Linked DNA regions of Danio rerio: region 2 is linked to region 1. The links are chromatin contacts, called in public Micro-C maps. All regions are on one chromosome and are shown on one strand. Each heading gives the region's core, a stretch centred on a gene start, on an enhancer-like site or on the middle of the called end of the contact. The rest is flanking DNA. Distances are from core to core; before and after follow the strand shown.

Region 1 (4,181 bases), core at 701-3,200:
TTATTTTATTCTGATATTATACTTATGCCAAGCACATGCATACGGTCCGATGCAGCCTTCTCATACCCGCGCACATAAACTACATAAAAACATTAAATAAATAAATAAAATAATTGTTTATTAATTGTAATCAAGTTAAAATGTTGAATTAATTAGGATTTTGATTCCAGGTTAAATCATTCTGCCATATCTCTTACTGTGCGTTCACACCAAAAGCGGCAAGAGTGTCAAAGGAGCCGGGGAGCTAGTATCGATAAGCAGCGCAGCACGTCTTCTTCGTTGTGGGCGTCGAGGAGAGTTAAAATTGAATGAATTTTATGGTAATTAGCTATGACGTGGTTTGGCGGCAAGCAATCGGAGGGTAAAAGTCCACCGCTTGAGAGAAGTCCAGAGATCACAGTCACTGTGAACTTTGATTCCGACCACAGTTGTTCCCAATGGAACCAATCCAATCCAATTATTTACAATGTTTTCTTACAGGGACATACATTAAAAAAGTGTTACTGGCGAGTTACTGATGTGCATTAATGTTATATTTTTTTCTTTAAAAAAGCGGGAATCTCATGTGACAGTACAAAGCAGTATTGGTGCTTCAGAATATTTCAGGCATATGGACACATATTGGATAAGTGGAGCAAAGCCACAGCACATGCAACTTGACCTTCCATTGTTAAATAAATTTGGTAAGAAGTGCGCAACATTTTCAAGCTAGAAAGCATGTTTAATGTGGAAATGTAACTGATTTGCTGATATGCTGCAATGGCTCCTTTAAATACGACATCAATGTAGTGAATTTTGACGCTCTCGTACCGAGAGCTGTGAAAGCAGACAGCGTTGTCACCAGGGTGACCAGAGCGAACTTTGACGCTCTCACCACCTTCTGTGTGAATGCACTGTGCACACTCTAACTTCCATATGCATACCTCAACAAAAAAAATGTAAAGATCTGGGAAATTATATAAAATTTATAGCTGAAAAGAAAGAAAATGAGGGGAGAAAAAACAAAATAAATGGTCATCACAGAGGAAACAGTAACCAAAAGCTTATGTGATTATTCATCACACTGTGTTTCGACCACAGCATGAATTTCAGTTTGTCGTTCATTTATGTCTGTGAACTACCTTCTGTCCACTACCAGATATTTTAAATACAGACTTTTAAGATTAAGCAGAAATAACAACTAGTATCTTTTCTAAACTTCCAGTGATTGAAAATTGTTAATGTTTGAATATCGTGTATTTATTTACATGATAATGTGTATGTTATAAACGGCAAAGATTACCGGTGACGCGACGAGTGATTCAAGAAACTTTTCCCAGTTCATCTCTGATGAAGAAGTCAAAAAGCATTGCTAGCAGTTGCCCTGTGGCCCTCAGTAGGCGATACTTTTATCTCTGGAGTGTGGCCCATTTAAATGTTTGTACTTGACCTTTATTTAGCTTGATGGCTTCCAGACTCCCTGCGTTTAGCATGGCATGTCGGATATAGCAGTGTTTACACAATGTCTCTTGTCTCCCTGGCCCCTCTTTCTTCCTCTCTTTCCTCCAGTCACCAAGATGGATGAATTTACTTTAGTCCTTCAACCTCTGGGGTTTGGGAACAACCTCGGAATGACCTCTTTGAGAGAGAGGGACAGATTGAGAGAGAGTGTAGGAGTGTGTTCGTGTTATGACTACAAGCGGAACGGCCTGAGATGATGGATAGCGTTAAATGACTGTCTGACTTCCAATTCATCATTTTTTTCACTGCATCTCCACCTCTCCTCCCAGCATCGCTAATGTGTGACTCTAGTTAAAGCTGTTTTAAAACACACTCCCGTTCCCTGTGGCAATAAAACCACTTACAGTAAGCCTGCTGGAAAAACAATAATCATATGGTTATACAACAATGCTTACTCATACGTGAGGAGACACACACACACACTCACGCATCACTGGGCAGTCTGTCTGAGAGTGGGTGGTGCTATTGTTTGCTGGCCCTGGGCAGTAAATCTGGATGTTGCCCATGGTGTGTTAACCTCTATGTGTTTGTGTGTCAGGGGATGAGACATCACTGCAGACTACAAACACAGTGCGCTATGAATTACAGCCCATCTTTCATCACACACATTTTAACAAGCCATAAATTACAGCCTGTCTCTATAGAAACGATAAAAGACATATCTACAGAAGTATGTCGATATTGCTGATATACTTCTAGTTTAGCTTGTGGAAAGCTAGCGGAGCTGATTGGTAAAATAACTTCTACAAAAACAGATAAAGAAAGATGTTTTTCATTGATCCTCAGAGGAAAAATAAAAAGAACAGGAAGCTTTGACTTCATCAATCATTCATTTCAATTGGTTACTCAGCATAGAACAAGGCAACGCGAACAGACAACCTTGAGAGTCTGTGTAAGAGATGAGATACTAATGTTAGATGAGAGTGGCATTTACCAGGCCAGAAAACAGCTTTGTCGATCATAATAAAATAGGTCTACGACTGTCAAGCTGTGACGAGATGCTCATTTCCAGTGTAGACCGGGTGTTAGCTCAACTTTAGGCTGTTGCCAAGCAACAAAATGGCCCAAGATCATTACATGAACACTTTTCTGCATTAATAAAATATTGCAGATGTAAAAATGTTATGTTTTTATTAGTGGTGTAACAGATCACAAATCTCACATTTCAGATCACGTTATGGTTTTATTAGTCACGGATTGGACTATTTTTCGGATCAGCCAAAAAGGGGAGGAGACAAATGTAATTTGCTTTCTATTTATTACAAAAACAGTACTGCAAGACACCTTTGGCTATAACAAACAGAACATAAAACCTGTAATATTATTAAAAATAAAATAAATAATCAGCTGAATAAAAATAAACAGTAAAATATTCAGTCCTGTGAAAAATTCACTGTTACAACTGCTGTTTCTGATGATGCTAAATGTTTATATCTAACATTATAATATGTACAACCCATATTTATTTTTTGTCTCATTTTCAGTAGAGGATTCAGTTATTCACTCATAAAACTATGTTTCATTGTTAGATGTGTCATTTTTGAAGAATTATTCAGTGGCATATTTTTGATGGTTGGTTGTCGCCACCTATTGTCTAAATAATGTAATTGTTGCCTACATATTTCATTTTTAAGCATCATTAAATGCATGTGACGGTGATTGTAATCTTTACCATAAACATCAGTGGTTATATCAAAACTATAAACTGTTATTCAAATGCTTTTGTGTTACTTGACTGTTTGTAACTTCATTACTATCTCAAGACTAAAGACTAAATTTTTTCCTTGATTTTTGCATTTTCAGATTTGAACGCAGCGATTCGAAGAATTAATAAACATATGCAAATCAACATAATTTACAATTTATGTTGCATGGGTGTTGAGATCCTGATCTTTCAATGATCAATCGTGCAGGTTACACTGAATGCATTAAACAAGCAGTGACAGAAAACACCTTTAATAACCTAAAAAACCCACTACATTCTGAGAACCACAACCACCACAACTTCTTCCATTTGTGATTTGAATGACACGAGAAGCGATCTTTCTGTGATCGATACATACAAAATCATTCTACAAGTAAAAAAAACTGTATTAATTTGCTGGTTGTGTGTTCCGAACAGTGGGTTGTGATCTGTACGAATCACAGATCAACTGTGATCAGTTGCATCCCTAGTTTTTATGTTTATCCAGCCATATTTTAGATGAAGAATTTAGATGTTGAGGATTTTAGTTTTTATCTAAATACTTCCAGTTTCATCTGCTTTAAGTTATTCTACTAAAACACTCTGCTGGATTGGTTGATGTTGCAACCTGGTATTTGTTACAATAACGTAAATGTATTATTGTAAACAAAAAGCATGCGGGTTGCTCTTCAAATAGTTTACATGCGTTTTTTTGCACAAGTCTCAGAGATTTATAGGAAATATCTTCTGCACTAGAATATAGGGTTGATAAAATTCTTAAAATGCTAAAATACCCATTGCAGCCAGTGTTGAGTTGACAACAACTGGTATGCAAACATTCATACAAACACACACATACACACTCCTGAAGCTTCAGACATTTGTGAGACTACAGCACTCAGCGACCGCTCTGCTATCTCAAGAGCTCTCCACATCCATCTATCTTGCTCTTAACAACTCTCAACTGCCTCAAACTTCATCTCTCTGCCTCTTCTTT
Region 2 (4,060 bases), core at 53-2,552, 690 kb after region 1:
CTCTTGAGGTGGGATATGGGTAAGGTTAGGGAAAGGACAGTGTAATTATAACTCTCATTTTAAAAGTAGCTGATATTTAATCAAGCATAAGTACAATGCAATTTTTTTGTATTACACTATAAGTACATTGTAATGAATGATTAATTTCAGTGCAAGTGCATATTAGTTAAGGCCATTTAATATACTGTAGGGTGGGAACAACATTTAAAAATGGCACCTTTGAGTTTATCAATTTAACCATTATACGGCATGTCAAAAACACGACTACAGCTTTGATGAACAGTTCATAACTGACTAACTATGATTAAAAACTCAATGGCACATAAATAACCGAGAGAAAACTCTTACACAGTCGTAATGGTCTCCATGACATCATTATTTCTGAGCGTGCCTCGCACAGGTGAGAGGGCTTGACAAACCACCTGTAGAAAACACATCTCTCTGACATTTTAAAAAACACTTGCACCATTTTTTGCACCACACACTTTCTTACAATCACTTCATATAATAAAAAATTGCATGATTCTGCATTTAAGAAGTGTGCTTCACCCAGGTGAGTGGGCTTGACAAACCACCTGTAAAACTCTCTCGCTCACTCTTTCCTTCCCTAGCACTAAATTAACACTTCTTCGTGTGTTTTGCCTCTTCTTGTTGAATCACTGAATGCCTCCTCAACTGTGAGTTGCTTTGGACAGAAGTGTCTGCTATTTGACTAAATGTAAACGTAATATTAATTTGCAAGTAGGTAAAATACAAGTTTACGCTGTATTACTGAAAAAAAAAAACAGGGGTTTTCATTTTTGAAACACATCTCTTCATCCAAAGCACTGACCCAAAGTGAATCCACATGAGCCATTCCTTTTCCTATAATCACTGACAGTAGGCTTGATTTTACAGCCTCAAAAGCTTTTCCTCCGAACCTGCTTTAACAAAACACTCTGCCCATTCAGGATAACCTTTCTCTCTGCCCACACAGAATGGAGGTCTTTTTTGTTGCATTGAATTGTAGAAGTAGGTGGTCTCGCATACCTGTGATCTCTTCTTTCAGAGGTACAAATGCCTGCTAATAATACCCTCCTCGAGGACATTTCTACCAGGGTGAAGACCTCAAGCCAAACAGACTGACACTGAACCTTCATTGAACCAACAACGGCTCAAACGACGCGTGTTTGATCCTGGGGAAAAAGGGGGGGTTGGAGTTCAAATCAAAAGGAAGCTGGTCGAATTACATGGCCTCCGGTACACATAACCATGTCCATGTGTGTTTGTCTGGAGTGCGTTTTCCACAGGGGTAGCAGTGGGAAATAAGAGCCAAGAGTGACTTATCACTACAGGAATGTAAGGAGACCCATGGGGACGGATAGATGGATGGATGGAGAGCTGCTGAGAGGCACAGGCACCAGCAGAAGAGACTGCTGGGAGAACTGACGAAAAAGGTGAGGAGAGCTTAAATAACAGAATCACACAAGTACCACTTAAGGCTTTTGTTCACACCTTCACTTACAAGTCCTTTTTTGTCGACCGAGCCAGTGCCAGATGTGGAAGTCACATGTGGACATTATATAGAATACTGCACATAAAAGTCCTAACTTAATGTCTGGAGGATAAATCTAAATATTGAGGGGAAAGTTCAAGACTTTATCATTGAAGTAGAGTTTTTTATATGCATGACTAAACCTGGGTCGTTTAAATCTAATCTAGAAAAGAAGAGTAGTGTTGTGAAATATCATTATATATGTGGTTGGTGAATAAAATGAGGCAAATGCAGATCTATGCAGAAAACAAAAGATAAATATTCTTTAAAAACCTTTACATTGGGAAAAACAATGTGGAAAAACCTAAGTATTTACATTGCTTTCCTTCTTATACCAACACAAAAAATGGCAGTTATTTTAGCAAGAAAACAGTAACAATGCTAGGGTAAAAGTCTGTTTCCTTATATACTTCACTTTTTATGTTTTCTGTGTGACATTACTATGTCTTTACTTTTTTTACAACTATGTTTTTGTCAACAGTTGTGTATAGTAGAGCTCATGTAACATTTAATGTTAATAAAAATAGTTATTACATTACTTTGGCGTCATGTGTGTTATCATGATGGTGTTTAGTAGTTGTGGGAATGGCACCGAGCACCTTCTACATATTAGTTTATGTAGAAGGAATGTGTTTATAGAAAAAAAATTGTTTGTGATGAGCTTTTAGTGGTGATCTTGTCCATGTTTACAAAGGTAAAATGTAAATGGTAGTACTTTAAACTGGCGTATTTGCATTGTATAAATTAATGAAATATGGCACAGTTTACTGTATTGTAAATTTCTACTGTATGTTTGGTGTTACAATTCTGGTGAATATACTACACTACCTGACAAAAGTCACCTATCCAAGATTTAGGAAAAACAAGTAATAACTTGACTTCTAGTTGATCATTTAGTGTCAGAAGTGGCTTATATGAAAGGCAAAAGGCTCTAGATTACGCTTATTTTACCAAATAAAATATAATCCTGCCTTGATTTTTATTTATTTAACTAGGACAGTAAGGTCTGACTTTGCTTAGACAAAAGTAGTCACTTAACATAAATAATAAAGAATATAATGCCATGGTGGAAAAAAATTATATTGACTCTCATGACCTTGGAAGACTGCATCCATACATCTCAGCAATGAATCAAATAACTTTTTAATAATGTCATCTGGAATGGCAAAGCAAGCGTTCTTCCCAAACTTCATCAAGATTCTTTGGATACATCTTCAATGCCTCCTCCTCAATCTTACCCCAGATTTGTTTTATTTGTTTTCAGGAGCTTTGATGTGGAAGCTGGAGTATGATGAGTGCTATCCTGCTGAAGAAATTGCCCTCTCCTGTGGTTTGTAATGTAATGAGCAGCACAAATGTCTTGATACCTCAGGCTTTTGTTGCCATCCACTCTGCAGATCTCTCGCACGCCCCCATACAAATTGTAACCCCCAAATCATGACCTTGCCTTCACCAAACTTGACTGATTTCTGTGTGAATCTTAGAGCCATGCGAGTTCCAATACGTCTTATGCAGTATGTTGTTTGTAATGATAAGGACGCAGTTTAACAGATGATTCATCGGAAAAATCTACCTTCTTCCACTTTTCCTAATTATCAACTAGAAGTCGAGTTAATATTTGTTGCACTTACAATTGGGATCAACGACAAGACTTTTGTCAGGTAGTGTATTATCACTATGTAAACATAAGTGCCATAATGTCAATCAATAAACGTAATCAATAAAATGTATTAGAATTATCACTGGGACAGTAATTATCACTAATTATTTTGCTATGGTTTTATATTTAAATTTGTTTTAGATAATCTTTTTATTGTTGTTAAAAATTTATTATATTGACATAAATGTCTTTACATTAATTGTTGATATTTAATGCATCTCATTTTGTATACACCTGACCCCAAATACTTGAATGGCAGAGTATGTTTGACAATCATTTCAGAACAAGGTTAATGTTAAAGTTATTTCGCCTTAAACATGTTACACCTCAACTAAAGAATGCTTTAGAAAACTTAAAAAACACTTTTATCTTTTTATCATCTTTCAAACTCAAAAGATAAAGTCTATTAATCATAATTACAATGAAAACCGCAATGAGGACAGCTCCTTTTGTCTTCAGAGTCAGAAAATTTTATAACCAAAGCATGATGTTAGCAGACGTATTTTTGGTGAACAGTTTCCTTAACAGCTTTTTAAACCACAGAAAAGATGTTCTGACAGATGTCTGTACACATGTTGGCTTTATCCCTAGCTGACAGCACAAACAAAGCAGTCAAAAACGTGTCGATCAAACATCCTTCGTTCAGCAGAAGCAACACAGAGCTAATATATTTGAGTCAGTGCGCCTTCAGCTTGAGAGAGGCTGTTAATTATCACTGAATAGATGATGTAAGAACATTAAAGATTAATAAGACTTTATCAAACTTTAAATAAATGTAATATTCAGTTTAATCATGCAGGGTTTTTTCCTTGTCGAGGCCGAGCCCCATCCCTTCTCCTCTCAGGGGAAGCTTGAACATCTGTCTG

The links. Hi-C and Micro-C count contacts between places; a contact is called where the count stands out from the background.
Region 2: a Micro-C map of caudal fin shows a contact between it and region 1, with 5 times the contacts expected there. The contact joins two enhancer-like sites. A contact is called at or near these places in 1 of 18 Hi-C or Micro-C datasets (caudal fin) and 2 of 4 datasets of contacts at active chromatin or transcription factors (caudal fin and embryo).

What each region holds. Positions count from the first base shown.
Region 1 is chr10:32,127,296-32,131,476 of GRCz12tu, forward strand. The region is part of intron 9 of auts2a (activator of transcription and developmental regulator AUTS2 a); the gene reads right to left. Among named protein-coding and RNA genes, the nearest start is that of cxadr, 120 kb to the left of the region's middle. Within about 2 kb of position 1,951, at least 8 of the 62 cell types and tissues checked have an H3K27ac peak or open chromatin away from gene starts, as enhancers often do.
Region 2 is chr10:32,821,094-32,825,153 of GRCz12tu, forward strand. The region is part of intron 1 of auts2a (activator of transcription and developmental regulator AUTS2 a); the gene reads right to left. Among named protein-coding and RNA genes, the nearest start is that of auts2a, 34 kb to the right of the region's middle. Within about 2 kb of position 1,303, at least 13 of the 62 cell types and tissues checked have an H3K27ac peak or open chromatin away from gene starts, as enhancers often do.